2 separate regions of the Mus musculus genome follow, and region 1 is linked to region 2. A link is a contact called in public HiChIP or PLAC-seq data. All regions are on one chromosome and are shown on one strand. Each heading gives the region's core, a stretch centred on a gene start, on an enhancer-like site or on the middle of the called end of the contact. The rest is flanking DNA. Distances are from core to core; before and after follow the strand shown.

Region 1 (6,696 bases), core at 790-3,289, 170 kb before region 2:
GGAATCCCATCTCATTTCAGTTTAGAAGAAAAGTTCCAAAGCAGGTAAGCGATGAACCTCGTGGGCTGCATAGGGGAAGGAGGTGGCGAAGAAAGAGAGTCTGCCATTGCTTTGAGTTTGGCTAGCATGGAGTCAGCCACACTGCAGAGAAAGAGCCAAGGGTAGGGAAGGGGACTTAGAGAAAGAGTGAAGTTAAATGCTTATGGACAGCAAACTTAGGAAAGAGAGAAAGTTCACTTTCCCGAGCTTCAGGAAATCCAGCCAACTTACCAAGTCAGCTGTGTGGCTGCAGCTCAGCAAATGCACACAGAGGCAGGAATTGTGGGAAACAGAAGTGTGTTATCTCGGGGCCAGAGAGATGGGTCAGTAGTTAAAAGCCCTGGCTGTTCTTCTATAGGACTAGAGTTTGGCTCCCGTCACCCAGGTCGGGTAGCTCATAAGAGCTATAAACAACAGCTCCAGGGCATCTGGCGCCCTCTCCTGGCCTCTTCAGGTACAGCATGCACACACACACACACACACACACACACACACACACAAATAATAGGAGTGAAAACTGTAAACAGTACATTATCTCATTGAAGGATAATTAATTGTTCTTCCTATCTCTTTAGTGTGGCCAGGGTAAATCCACACTCCTAAAGGGTAGCCCCATCTTCCAGAGGGGTGGCCCTTTAGCCAATGACTAATCTGTTGAAGTAAATGTAAAAAAAAACGAGTAAAAAACCCAGTAAAAAAAAAAAAAAAGTAAAAAACCCAGGCCAGAGCTTTCATTGTCTTGACCATAAGGGAAAAGAATTCCTTTAATGCAGAGGTTCTCAAACCTCCCATGCTGCGACCCTTTAATGCAGTTCCTCATGTTGTGGTGACCTCCAACAGTAAAATTATTTCATTGCTACTTCATAACTGTCATTTTGTTACTATTATGAATCGTAATGTGAATATCTGTGCTTCCCAATGGTCTTAGGTGACCTCTCTCAAAGGGGTCATGACCCACCGGCTGAAAAACACTGCTTTAATGTGTCTTCAGTGTTGTGGTAAATATTATTTGGGGGCTCCTACCCCGTCTTAGATCATTTAGTTCCCAAATAAAAGACACAAACCTTTATATTTATAATAAGCCTTAAAGCACCAGAGCTGGGCAGACGTCAGCTCTCTGTGCTATTATTTTGGCTGCTTTTCTGTCAATAACCCTGAGATATCGCTCGTCATGTTCCTCCTGGGCCGCTCCTACTCCAACTGTCCCGGCCCTCATGTCCACGTGCTCATGACCCGCCTACCTATCCCACGATGACTTCCTTCTTCTCCAGTGTCCTTTTCTCTCTCTCCTCATGGTCTCTCCCTGAGACTCTAAGCCTGGGACCCTTCAGCCCTGCCTACCTCTTTTCCGCCCAGCTATAAGCTGTAGGCATCTTTATTAACCAATCATGGATAACTTGGGGGGGGGCAAGGTTTACACAACAAAAGCTGGTATACATGAAGATCTGCTTGTCTTGGAGCAACCTGATCTTGGGGTACAGAATTTAGCATTTGAATGAAGGCAGCATGAGACCAACCCATGACACTTCTTTTTTAAAGATTTATTTACTTATTTATTATATGTTAGTATACTGTAGCTGTCTTCAGACACTCCAGAAGAGGGAGTCAGATCTCCTTACGGATGGTTGTGAGCCACCATGTGGTTGCTGGGATTTGAACTAAGGACTTTCAGAAGATCACGCTGAGCCATCTCACCAGCCCCCTCCCCCCGTGACACTTTTTTATGATTATAATACAAGCCGATGGGTGTCAAGGCCTTCGTGAGCCTTCCTGAGATGAAAGCTTTCATACCTGACACAGCACCAATGTTTTGGGTTTCAATAACCTCTGACTGGTATCCAAGCCCCAGAGACAGTCCTGCCTCTCACCTTCGCCCTTCTCAAGGGCTAAACTAGCTGTCCTTAGCAACTCCTGGTGGACCTTACTACTCCCGATGCCCATGAGGAGGCTGCGGGCACAGACCAGCCTGGTGAGTCAGTGCTTCCGGGCACTGAGCTTGCCAACACCTAGTCGGCGACAGGCCATGAGTCACAAATTATAGGCCTTCCACATGAGCAGGCGGTGCCAGCCTGTGAGGCGGCAACGCTGGCAGGGAACTCCGGAGCTTTAGGCTTGGGGCCATGGGAAAAGAATGGTCCAGACAGGCCTGCACACTGTAGGGCCCTCTTATGGCTTCTCTCCCACCAGCCGCCAGGCTGTAGTGCCAACGCCTAGGCTTGGACATGCTCTGACACAGGACTTCCTCGGCCTCAGACCAGAAGGAAACTGGCTTTACTGGGAGCCTAGTGAAATTTCAAAGCCAGAGTCTTCCCACTTCAGCTAAGGAGATTGCAGTGACAGAATGCTTTGTGCTGCAGTGGGTGGCCTCTTGGGGTGCTGCTTCTTTGCCCCCCAAGATATTCCAGGACGTGGAACTGCCTTGTTTAAGAGCACGAGGTCAGAGGCCAATGTACCACCTCTGAGGCCAAACAGACATGGTACCACAGGCCTTCTGAGCTCTCGCATATGCTTAGCCAAGGCATCAAGGGCTTCTAGAATGTTCAGAGAACTCTCACACTGATAAAACGAAGCCAACTGCATTCTACCCCCAACAAAGTTCCTTTAAGCTCAGGACCACAGCTTCATAACAGCAAATTTACACACTCCCTAAATGTGATGTCACATCAGGTTCTTCTTTTTGTTAGAAATGTTTGATTGTGTGGCTGAAGTGGATGCGGAGAGGCACACTCAGGAAGGAATGAGGGCCAGAGCTCAGCTTGGGCAGAGGACCAGGGAGACTGTGTGTCTCCTTGGGATGCCTCCTCCTGACCCCGGCAAGGCCTGCACTGCTGCACAGAGGGCCTCTCACCCAGGGTTCTGCTAGTGATGATTTGTTTACACTCTGGGCTGGGAGCCTTAGCAACCGCAGGGAACAGCCAAACACAGACTAATGAGCATGCCTCAGGTACAACCAAGCAGGACTAATGAGAGCCCGGCCCTGTACCTCCGCAGCGGAACGCTCAATGCCATGTCTTAGAAACCAATAGAGAGATATGAACATAATGATCACAGGGTCACCACTGAGCCGCAGCTGACCCGGGGCTTCCGTGCCAGGATGCTCAGTTCACATTATCCCAGAGCAACCCAACCGCTCTCCCGGTTGGCACAGTGCCTGGCATCGGGAAGATCCTCGGGAAACACAGGACTAAATGCACTGAGGTCGGTGCACCCAGGAAACCAGAAAGCCACTCTCCCAGTCAAAGTATCTGACACCTTCTCCCTCCCCCTCCCCTCCCCTCCACTTCCCTTCCCCTTTTTGATTTGTTTCTTGAGACAAGCTCTCACTTTGCAGCCCAGGAACTCCTTATGTAGCTCAGGCTCACCTCCAACTCAGGGTGATCCCCGTGCTGGGATTACAGATGTGTGAGCCAGGAACCCGCAGTAATCCTCCTGCCTTAGCCTCCCAAGTGCTGGGATTATAGGCACAAGCCACCACACCCGGATGTTTCCTCTCAGTGCGGGAAGGCATGCGACACCATGCAACTTGGAAGACAAAGGATGAGTTTGTGATGTCCCTTCCCTCCATCCTTTTTAAAAAATCGGTTCCGGGGCTTGAACTCCAGTCTCCAGGCTTGAATAACAAGCACCTTTACCTGCTGAGCCTCTCACTGGGACCGTGCATCTTTCTCTTATATTATTTAGTTCATTTGTTCACTTTTTGTTAATTGTTCTCACTCTCTCTCTCTCAGCAACAATAACAACAAAAACAAGTGCTGTTGACTACTGAGCCAATTCTCTAGCCATTCCCCCCACTCTGGTTGTGTGTGTGTGTGTGTGTGTGTGTGTGTGTCTGTGTGTTTGGTTGTTTTTAAGATGGGGTCTCACTATGTAGACCAGGCTGGCCTTGAACTCACAGAAATTCATCTGTGAATTCCTCTGCCTCCAAGTTCTAAATTAAAGGAATGTTCCACCAGAACCAGCTAGAATTTTTTTTACATATTTTATGTGTATAAGTGTTTACCTGTATGTATGTATGTATGCATGCATGTATGCATGTGTATGTGTGTACACTGTGCACATGCCCAGTGGCTATGGACCGGGACAGAAGAGGGCATTAGGCTCACTGGAACTGGAGTTACAGATGGTTGTGAGCCTCTCTATAGGTGCTGAGAATTGAATCTGGTCCTTTGCAAGAACAACAAGTACCCTTAACCTCTGAGCTGTCTCTCCAGCCTGTGACAACCACCATCTTGAAGCCATCTTGCCAGCTCTGGACTCTCTGCTTGCATTTTAACAGTTTTCTCTCTTGGTATCATCCAAAGCAATATGGATTTTCTTGCTAATTTGGTTGTCTTAGTTAGGGTTTCCGTTGCTGTGAAGAGACACCATGGCCAAGGCTACTCTTATAAAGGAAAGCATTTCTTTGGGGGCTGGCTTACAGTTTCAGAGGTTCAGTCCATAATTCATGGCCCATTTTGTGAGCCCCAAAAGACCACCAAGGAGCCGACTCTGATGCAATATACACAGGGGTCTTTATTCAAGCTCAAGCTTGGGCCACACCATTGTCACTGATACGGCAGGACGGGGGGTGGGGGGGAGTAAACCCTCGAGTCCAGTTTCAAGCAAGCATTTATAGAGGCAAGCAAGCAGGCAAGGAGGTATCCAGCATGACACACATCTGGTTATGTGTGGCGGGGTACTATGGAATTTGTTGCCCTTTGAAATGATTGGCTGGTGTTAGGAGCCAAACCATAAACTTTCATAGGTAAAGATCTTTAGGTACAACTTCTGCATTGCTCCTGATTGGTGCTTGTTAGGGAGTGACCTGGAGACCAGTGCTAGGTGCAGGCCTGGTGGTTAACTTGAGTTCAGTCTTAGGTCAGGTTCTCTAAGATGGAGCCTGAACCCAAGATGGAGTTGGTCTGGTCTCTCAGCTGAAAGCATGGCAGTGCGAAGGCAGACACAGTGCTGGAGGAGCCGAGAAATCTACATCTTTATCCGCAGGAAGAAGGGGACTGTGTGACCAGGCATAGTTTGAGCTTATATGAGACTTCAACGCCCACCTCCGCAGTGACACACTTCCTCCAACAAGGCCACACCCACTCCAGCAAGGCCACACCTCCTAATAGTGCTGCTCCCTATAGGCCAAGCATTCAAACACATGAGTCTATAGGGGCCATACCTATTCAAACTACCACATTTGGTAATTTGGTTAATAGTCTAATAAGCCCTCCCACCTACTCCTCTGTGTTTGGGATTGAGACATGGTCACTTTGCACAACCCTGGCTGGAATTCAGTCTGTAGACCAGGCAGCCCTTGAACTCAGAGACCTGCCTGCCTCTGCCTCCTAAGTGTTGGGATTAAAGTCTTGTACTACCAGGGCTGGCTAGAATGTTACCCCATTATCTAATCCTATGCACAATTTTTTCTACACTGATTCGGTGACTTGCTTTGGCCCAGAACTGTTATAATTTGCCAATCAGACATTAACAACCATGATGCCAACAAAGACTTGCAAAAGCAGCCATTTATGGCATTTGCCCTGCTCAGTGACCTGTGGGGAATCCTACAAACATAAGGGTCTGCAATGACCTAATGGAACTGTGACTCAATGCAATTGCCAGGTGCATGAGGGAAGACCACCCTACAGGACGGCTGCCCTTGCAGGGACCCCAGCAGAGACCAGCAGCCAAGCTATTCAAAAGTGCCCTTCTGAGCTGCCAGCCAGAGTCCAAAGCATGAGGAATGGTGTTGGGCGTGGTTTGTTAACCATCAATAGATAACTGATACAAATGGTTAGAACTATTCTGTTTTCTTGTATATTCTTTTTAAATTTTATTTTTATTTATGTGTCTCTCTCTGTTTGTATGTGTGTGTGTATATGTCTCTGTGTGTGTCTCTGTGTATATGTGTGTGTGTCTCTGTGTCTATGTGTGTATATGTGTGTATGTGTCTGTGTGTCTGTGTATCTGTATGTTTGTCTGTGTGTTTGTGTGTGTGTCCTCATAGAGGCCTGAGGAGGGAGAAGAGGCTCAGATCCTCCATACTGGATTTACATACAGGAGGCTGTGAGCTACCAACCCAGCTTTTTATGGCGTTTCTGTCCTAACTCTGGTCCTCAAGTTTGGGTAGCTTTAACCTCTCCAGCCGCCTCTCAGCTGCCTCCTCTGAGACCGTGAGTAGGATTGGGGCTTTTTGGGTTTCTTTTCTTTCTTTCTTTTTTTTTAAATATACACTATTTTATTACAAATTTAAAAAAAACAAAACAAAAAAATGCAACATCCTAAAAAATTCTTTTTACTGGTGATACAAATACGACATCTTTTGACATTTAGTTGGGAAAAAGAAGATGCTGGCCACTGTCCTCACCTCGGCATCTCTCATTGCATTTACTCTTTTAAAAAGATGTATTTCTGCTGGGCAGTGTTGGTGCATGCTTTTCATCCCAGCACTTGGGAGGCAGAGGCAGGAGGATTTCTGAGTTCAATGCCAGCCTGGTCTACAGAGTGAGTTCCAGCACAGCCAGGGCTACACAGAGAAACCCTGTCTTGAAAAAAAAAAAAAGAAAGAAAGAAAGAAAAGAAAAAGAGAGAAAGAAAGAAAGGAAGAAAGAAAGAAAGAAAGAAAAGAAAAGAAAAAAAAGAAAAGGAAAGAAAGTATTTTTTTTTAAAAAAACG
Region 2 (6,637 bases), core at 3,195-5,694:
CAGATAACATTTACAAATCATATTTCTGATAAACTATATTTCTGGTCTAACTATTCAAAGAGCTCTAAAATATCCTTAGCAAGAACAACCACTTTGAAAAACATGTGTGTGTGCCTGTGTATGTATATGTGTGTGTGTGTGTGTGTGTATATATATATATATATATATATATATGTATATATATATATATATATATATATATATTTGGGAAATGAAATGTCCATATATGGTTATCTTTGCAACTGTACTAGAATATTAACTATCTGGGGCCAAGTACAACTGTTTAAAAGCTTGACACAGAAAACTATGAAAAGTTACTGGGAGAACTTTAAATCTTAAAATGGAGCAATACTCAATGTTTGTGGGTTGAAAGGAAATAGCTTTCCCAAAGTAGTAATAAACTAATTACTCAAGTCAGAGTGATATCAAGAGTATCTAGAAACTGATAGAAATGAGTCTGAACGGAGACGTAACTAGTAGAGAACAGCAGTCACTTTTGAAGAGTAAGTTAGAAGGATTATATACTTTCAGATAGGAATCAAAGGTTCAACATGGGAGATCAGCACAAAACTGGGTAATGAGACAAAGCCCAAAAAGCAGTCTGTTCCAACCAGATGCTTTATTTACGGCCACAGACAGAAAAACCGCGCAGAAAGAATGATCTCTTCACAGGTTATTATGGAGAAAGAGAAGGTAAGCTGGACTCCTCTCCTTCACCATTACAGGTGCCTGGGGTCTAAATGTAAAAGAGAAACTGAGAATTTGTCAATGACAAAGGTAGCAGATGTCTTTGTGATATCAAGCAGAAAAATATTTCTTTGATGAATATAAATGACACTAGCCAGAAGGAAAGTGGCTCACTCTTCTAAACCAATACATCTTTCCCTCCCCAGTGCAAAGATACTATTAGAGTGGGGCTGGAGGCATAGGGTGCACCTGCGGTCCCAGCTACTCTATTCAGGAGGCTGAGATAGGAGGACTGTTTGAGCCCAAGAGTTCGAGGGGAGCCTAGGCAACAGAGCAAGATTCTGTAGAAAAAAAAAGAGAGAGAGAGAATGATTGGGAGGGGGAATTTGGTAGCTCAGTGGCCATATGTATTTCCCAAAGATGGCATCTACAATACCCCTTACCCTACACATTTTTGCTTTGCCCTACCAAGAAGTAGGGGGATCTTCCTGTGCATGGGCTCTGTTTCTTCGAGACCATGCAATTCATTTAGGAGCAACCATTGTATTAGATTGTCACGGGGAAAGGTTCTGGGTGGATGTACCAACTAACAGCCTCAGCTGAGCTCCCAGGTGATCATCAGCTATCCCTGTAGCCTTCCCACCAGTGGTACCTTCAGACTACTGACAGCAACCCTGAAAATGTCCAATCAAACGTGACACAGAGATGCTTCTCGAAGCCTCCTGACTTACCAAACAAGAATAAAGTTAAGAGTTGCCATTTCACAGCTGGGTGTTAGCATGTGCCTTTAATCCCAGAATTCCGGAGGCAGAGTTAAGCTGATCTCTAATCTTGAGGCTAACTTGGTCTAGAAGGCTAGTTCCAGGACAAGCAGGGCTACACAAAGACACCCTGTCTCAAAAAACCAAGGAAAAAAAAGAAGAGTTGTCACTTCATGCCTCAAATTTTGGAGTAAATTATTACACAGCCACAGAAAACAACTGACCAAGGACTTACATACAGAATTTATTTTAAAAAAGAAAAGAAGGAAGAACCTCCTTGCAGATGGGGGGGGGAACACACAAGCACTAGAGCAAAAGACTTGAAATCCAAATGCCCAGTTATGTGCTCAGTTCAGCCATCAGAAGGGCCAAGATCAAAGACGCAAGTGATGGCACAAGCTGGCAAGGATGTGGAGCAAGGAAACCCTCCTCCATTGCTGGTGGGAGAGCAAACTTGTACATCCACTTTTGAAATCAATTTAGCAGTTTCTCAGAAAACTGGGAATAGTTCTACCTCAAGACATTCCTGGGCATAGACCCAAAAGATGCCCCACTATACCACAGAGACACTTGCTCAATTATATTCATAGTAGCTTTATTCGTAATAACCAGAAACCAGGAACAATCTAGATGTCCTTCAACTAAAGATAGATAAAATGTGGTACATCTACACAATGGAATACTATTCAGCTATTAAAAATCAAGGACATCATTAATTTTGCAGGCAAATATATGGAACTAGAGAATATCATCCTGAGTGAGGTAACCCAGAGACAGAAAGACATGTATGGTATGTACACACGTATAAGTGGACATTAGCCATAAAGTATAGGACAACCATGCTACAATCCACAGACCCAAAGAAACTGGGTAATAAGGAGGTCCCACAGGGGAATACACGAATCTCACCCAAAAGAGGAGACTAGTTATCAGAGGTGGGTGGAGAGAGGGAACTGGGTAGGACAGGAGGTGAGGAGGGGAACAGCAGTGTTAGTCAGGTGTGAGGGAGGGGTGGTCTGAGAGGGCTGGGAGTGGGATGGAAATCGGCAGAGGGAGGGGTATCTCTGGTGACCAGCTGGAGGCCAGGGATGGGAGAGGAGTCAGGGAGTCTATGGAGGTAACTCTAGCTGAAATCTCTACCAGAGGGGGCTATAGAGATTGAGGTGGCTACCTCCTATAGCCAGACAGGACTTCTAGAGGAGGGAGACAGACATCAATTCACCCACAAAATCTTCAATCCCAAATTTGTCTTGTCTACAAGATGTACAGAAATAAAAATGGAATAGAGACTGGGGGAGCAGCCAACCAATGACTACCCTAACTTGAGACCCATCCCATGTGAGAGAGCCAACCACTGACACTATTAATGATATTGTTACTCTTGCAAACAGGAACCTAGCATAACTGTCTCCTGAGAGGCTTCATCAAGCATCGGGCGGAGTCAGGTGCAGACACCCACAACCAAACATCAGGTGTAGCCTGGGGAGTCTTATGGAAGAGTCTGAAGATAGAAATGAGCAAGTCAGGGGGGTCAAGGACACCACAAGAAGACCCATAGAGTCAAGGGACATGGAAGCGCATAGAGCCTGGGCCACCAACTAGGGAGCATGTAGGAGCTCCCCCTACATATCTGTAGCAAATGTTCGGCTTGGTCTTCATGTGGGTCCCCTAACAAGTAGAACAGGGTCTGTCTCAAGTCTCTGTTTCCTGCCATTGGATCCCCTTCACCCTACCTGGACTTCCTGGTTGGGCCTCAGTGGAAGAGAATGTGCCTAGTCCTGCTGGAACTCGATGTCCCAGGGTGGGTGGTACCCAAGATGGGGGGGGGGGGAATCCCCCTTCTCTGAGAAGAAGGGGAGAAGACAATGGGAGGAGGGATTTGGAAGATGGGACTAGGAAGAGGGGAGGGGAGTGTTATAGGGATGCAAAGTGAATTAAAGATAAATATAAATAAATAGATAAATAAATAAGTAAAATATTCTTAGCCTCAGTGGCAGTTAGGGAAAAGCCAATTAACAACACCATAATGTGATTTCAGTACAAGCTAAAATGAAAAACTAGTTAGCGCTGTCTACAGATGTTAAAGACACGCATACCTAGGAGTTTCATTCCTGTTCTGTGGTTGAGAGGGTTGGCGACTATTTAAAAGGTCATCATCAACAACAGTCTGGCCTTGACTTTTGACAAGGATGAGTCCGGGCTGGTAGGTGGGGATCGTGGGAACAGTGGAAACGCAGTACATAAAAGCAGAAAAAGGTTGAAATCGTCACTGTCATTTGGGATATATTTTGAAATAGGAAAATTCTAGCAAAGGAACCACAAAGAGAAAGGAAGTCTGTGCGAGAGTGTTTACAAAAGTGTCACCTGATAAAAAAGACTTATGAATGAGCTCAGAGCAAAAGTATTTGGTGGGGAAGCTAAAGCGAAAGCCTTTCATGGTCGGAGGATGGTGAGAGGACATTGTTAATCCAAGTGCCGGCTCCATTCACACTATAGAGAGATCTGGCTTCTGCAGGGCGCTTGCTAAGATTTAATGTACTGCCGTTTTAATATTCGTTGCCGCTTTGCTTATGGATGGAAGGGAAATGCAGAAAACGATACTATGCGGTTTTGTTCATTCTCTGGCGCCACAACGCGCACGGGGGACAGTGCAGTCACCTGCACTCCTCGCCCACCCGCAGTGGCCCTGGAGTTTGTGCTTGTTGATGGCTGCTTTGGAACTGGAAGCCTTTAACGTACGCAAAGTGGGCGCTCTCCCTACCCAGGCTGGATTCTCCTGGGACAAGCTGGAAGGGACAGAGAGGGGCGAGGGGCGGGCTGAGGCTACGGTGACCCTCCTCCCCCGGAGCTCCGCCCCGGGCCGCCTCGGCTCCGCCCCCGGGCCGCTGACCGGTCCGCGCCCCGCCGGCGCCTCTGCGCGCGCTCTCACTCCCAGCCGGGAGCTGTGGCCGCGCAGGTCCCACCCGCGCCCAGGGGCCGGAGATGCAGCCGGGCGCTGCGCTGAACCTGCGCCTGTGGCTCTGCCTTGGACTCCTCCACAGCCCAACCTCCGCTCCCGGTTAACCACCCGGGGCCCGCTGCGCACCAGGGGCCTGTGGTGAGACCGCACCGACGGGGCGGGCGGAGGGACGGGGCAGTTTGGGAACCTAGGTGTGAGGACGCCCGCTGGAACCAGGGAAGTCATGGGAGCCGGGGGCTAGGGGCCCGGACCGCGGGGAGCAGGAAAGAATGGGTGAGGACTGCAGCCGGGTCACGAACAGTGTGGCGGAGCTATGACCAGGTTCCAGTCTTTTTGTTTTGTTTTGTTTTGTTTTGTTTTGTTTTGTTTTGTTTTGTTTTTCGAGACAGGGTTTCTCTGTGTAGCCCTGGCTGTCCTGGAACTCACTTTGTAGACCAGGCTGGCCTCGAACTCAGAAATCCGCCTGCCTCTGCTTCCCGAGTGCTGGGATTAAAGGCGTGCGCCACCACGCCCGGCTCAGGTCCCAGTCTTAAGTCTACGGTCCGGTCCGTAGTGAAATGCATCCTTAGCCTGGATTCTTCAGGTCCTTACTCAGTCCCCAGGAAGTCCAGGGCTCACTGCGTCTGGGTCCCGATCCTCCAACGTGAATCATTTCCCCATTGATCCACACCCGACCCCGCACTTGGGTGCGCACTTCCCGACGCCTTGTGTCTACACTGGAGATCGGTAACCTGAGGTCCCCCAGAGGGCGCTCCGGACGGGCGTCTACCTTCTCCTGGGCTAGGACTGAGGACTTGGGACACCCCACCCCGCACCCCACTGCAGGAACCTTACAAATGATCCTAGATTCAGGTTGAAACCTAAGCCGAATCTTGAGTCCCTAGTTTCAGACCGATCCACGTCGAGGTGAAGGGCCAGGGCGTCCCGGGATGAGGGGATCTCCGGATTAGAAAGGATAGAAGATTTGAATCATAAAGCAGAGGCTGCAAGGAGAGCCTTGGGAACAGGGAACGGAAGGTTCAAGTTTGTGTTGAGAGCTTGGCTCTGCGGTGCTAAAGAGTCTCTGGAAGCAGAGGAGCTGTGTGGAGGGGCCGGGAAGGAAGCACTGGGGATTAGGCGGGGGATGAGCCCGGCATCCGCTCAGGAGCCGCTGTCCCTGGAAACCCAAGGTGACTGGGTCATCACAGAGCCCCTGATGCTTGACGGAGACGTGCAGAAAGACCTCGGAGAGAGAAACCTGTATGTCTGTATGCCGTAGAAATTGACTTTGAATGTTTCATCTTTTATTCCCACAAGAGTATGAACTCTTTTTTATATAAGGGAGGACCTTTGGGACGTGTAACGGAGCCGGCAGGGAGGGAACTAATTAATGCAAGTTTTGATATTGGAGCCTCGCTCTCAGCTCGCACCCTGTAGCACCCTGTACGGTCAGACAGCGAAGCTGAGCGAGATGTGATTGAATCTGTGTAGACACTGAAGGATGACTGGCCCTTTGGCTGTTTCTTGCTCCACTGCCCCAACCCTGGATAACGCTTCTCGCCAGTGTTCAGGATATTTTTGTTAAGGGAGTGAATGTGTGGAAGAAGTAAACAGGGCTCTAGCTGGGCAAGATGGATGAGGAATGAGACTTCCTTGGGCCCAGGAGACCTCCCACATTCAGCCAAGAAAGGTATCTGAGGCTCCGGGAGGTTGCATTGGCTGGAATGTAAGCTGTGCAAATTCTTTCCCCTCCCCATTGCTAGAATCCTGGGGTGAGCGGTCTGAAAGGAAGACAGGTACATTGCAGAGATGCAAGGAGCAGCAGGCAGAGGTCCGTAGAAATGAAGGAAGGTGGGAGTGCTTCCTGAAGTAGGCACCCATGACCACATGGGCTGTGAAGAGGAGAGGAGATAGTTTGAAAGGGTGGCCTAGCATGGGTGGGGAATGTAGGGAGTGGGGCTGCCAATGTAAATAGACCAAGCCTCCCTGAGCCGTGTGCCTGGTCCCACTCACTCCTGGTGAAAACCGATCCAGGAGCTCCCAGCCTGGTGGGGGATGCTGTGGCAGGAACAAATCTCTAAGTGCAGAAGATGGGGTGAATAGCTCCGTGGTAGGGTATAGAAAGAAAAAAATCCCTAAGAGAAGGCAAACGGGAGTAGGAGACCTGTGTGAAGCCTGGGGACCCTAAATGAAGCCCTCAAGGGCAACAGACTCACACTTTAGTCTTAGCTGTGCCCCAAAGTCCTTAAGG

The links. HiChIP or PLAC-seq counts read pairs in DNA pulled down with a chosen protein or histone mark.
Region 1: an HNF4G HiChIP or PLAC-seq map of pancreatic cancer cells shows a contact between it and region 2. The contact joins two enhancer-like sites. A contact is called at or near these places in 1 of 15 datasets of contacts at CTCF or cohesin (stem cell-derived epiblast-like cells), 1 of 484 Hi-C or Micro-C datasets (nephron progenitors), 7 of 115 datasets of contacts at active chromatin or transcription factors (effector CD8 T cells, embryonic stem cells, epiblast stem cells and 2 more) and 1 of 9 other capture datasets (embryonic stem cells).

What each region holds. Positions count from the first base shown.
Region 1 is chr11:52,329,229-52,335,924 of GRCm38.p6, reverse strand. No RefSeq gene overlaps it. Among named protein-coding and RNA genes, the nearest start is that of Gm30217, 25 kb to the right of the region's middle. Within about 2 kb of position 2,039, at least 145 of the 459 cell types and tissues checked have an H3K27ac peak or open chromatin away from gene starts, as enhancers often do. A contact at or near this core is called in pancreatic cancer cells, where this site is marked.
Region 2 is chr11:52,165,863-52,172,499 of GRCm38.p6, reverse strand. No RefSeq gene overlaps it. Among named protein-coding and RNA genes, the nearest start is that of Olfr1373, 24 kb to the right of the region's middle. Within about 2 kb of position 4,444, at least 35 of the 459 cell types and tissues checked have an H3K27ac peak or open chromatin away from gene starts, as enhancers often do. A contact at or near this core is called in pancreatic cancer cells, where this site is marked.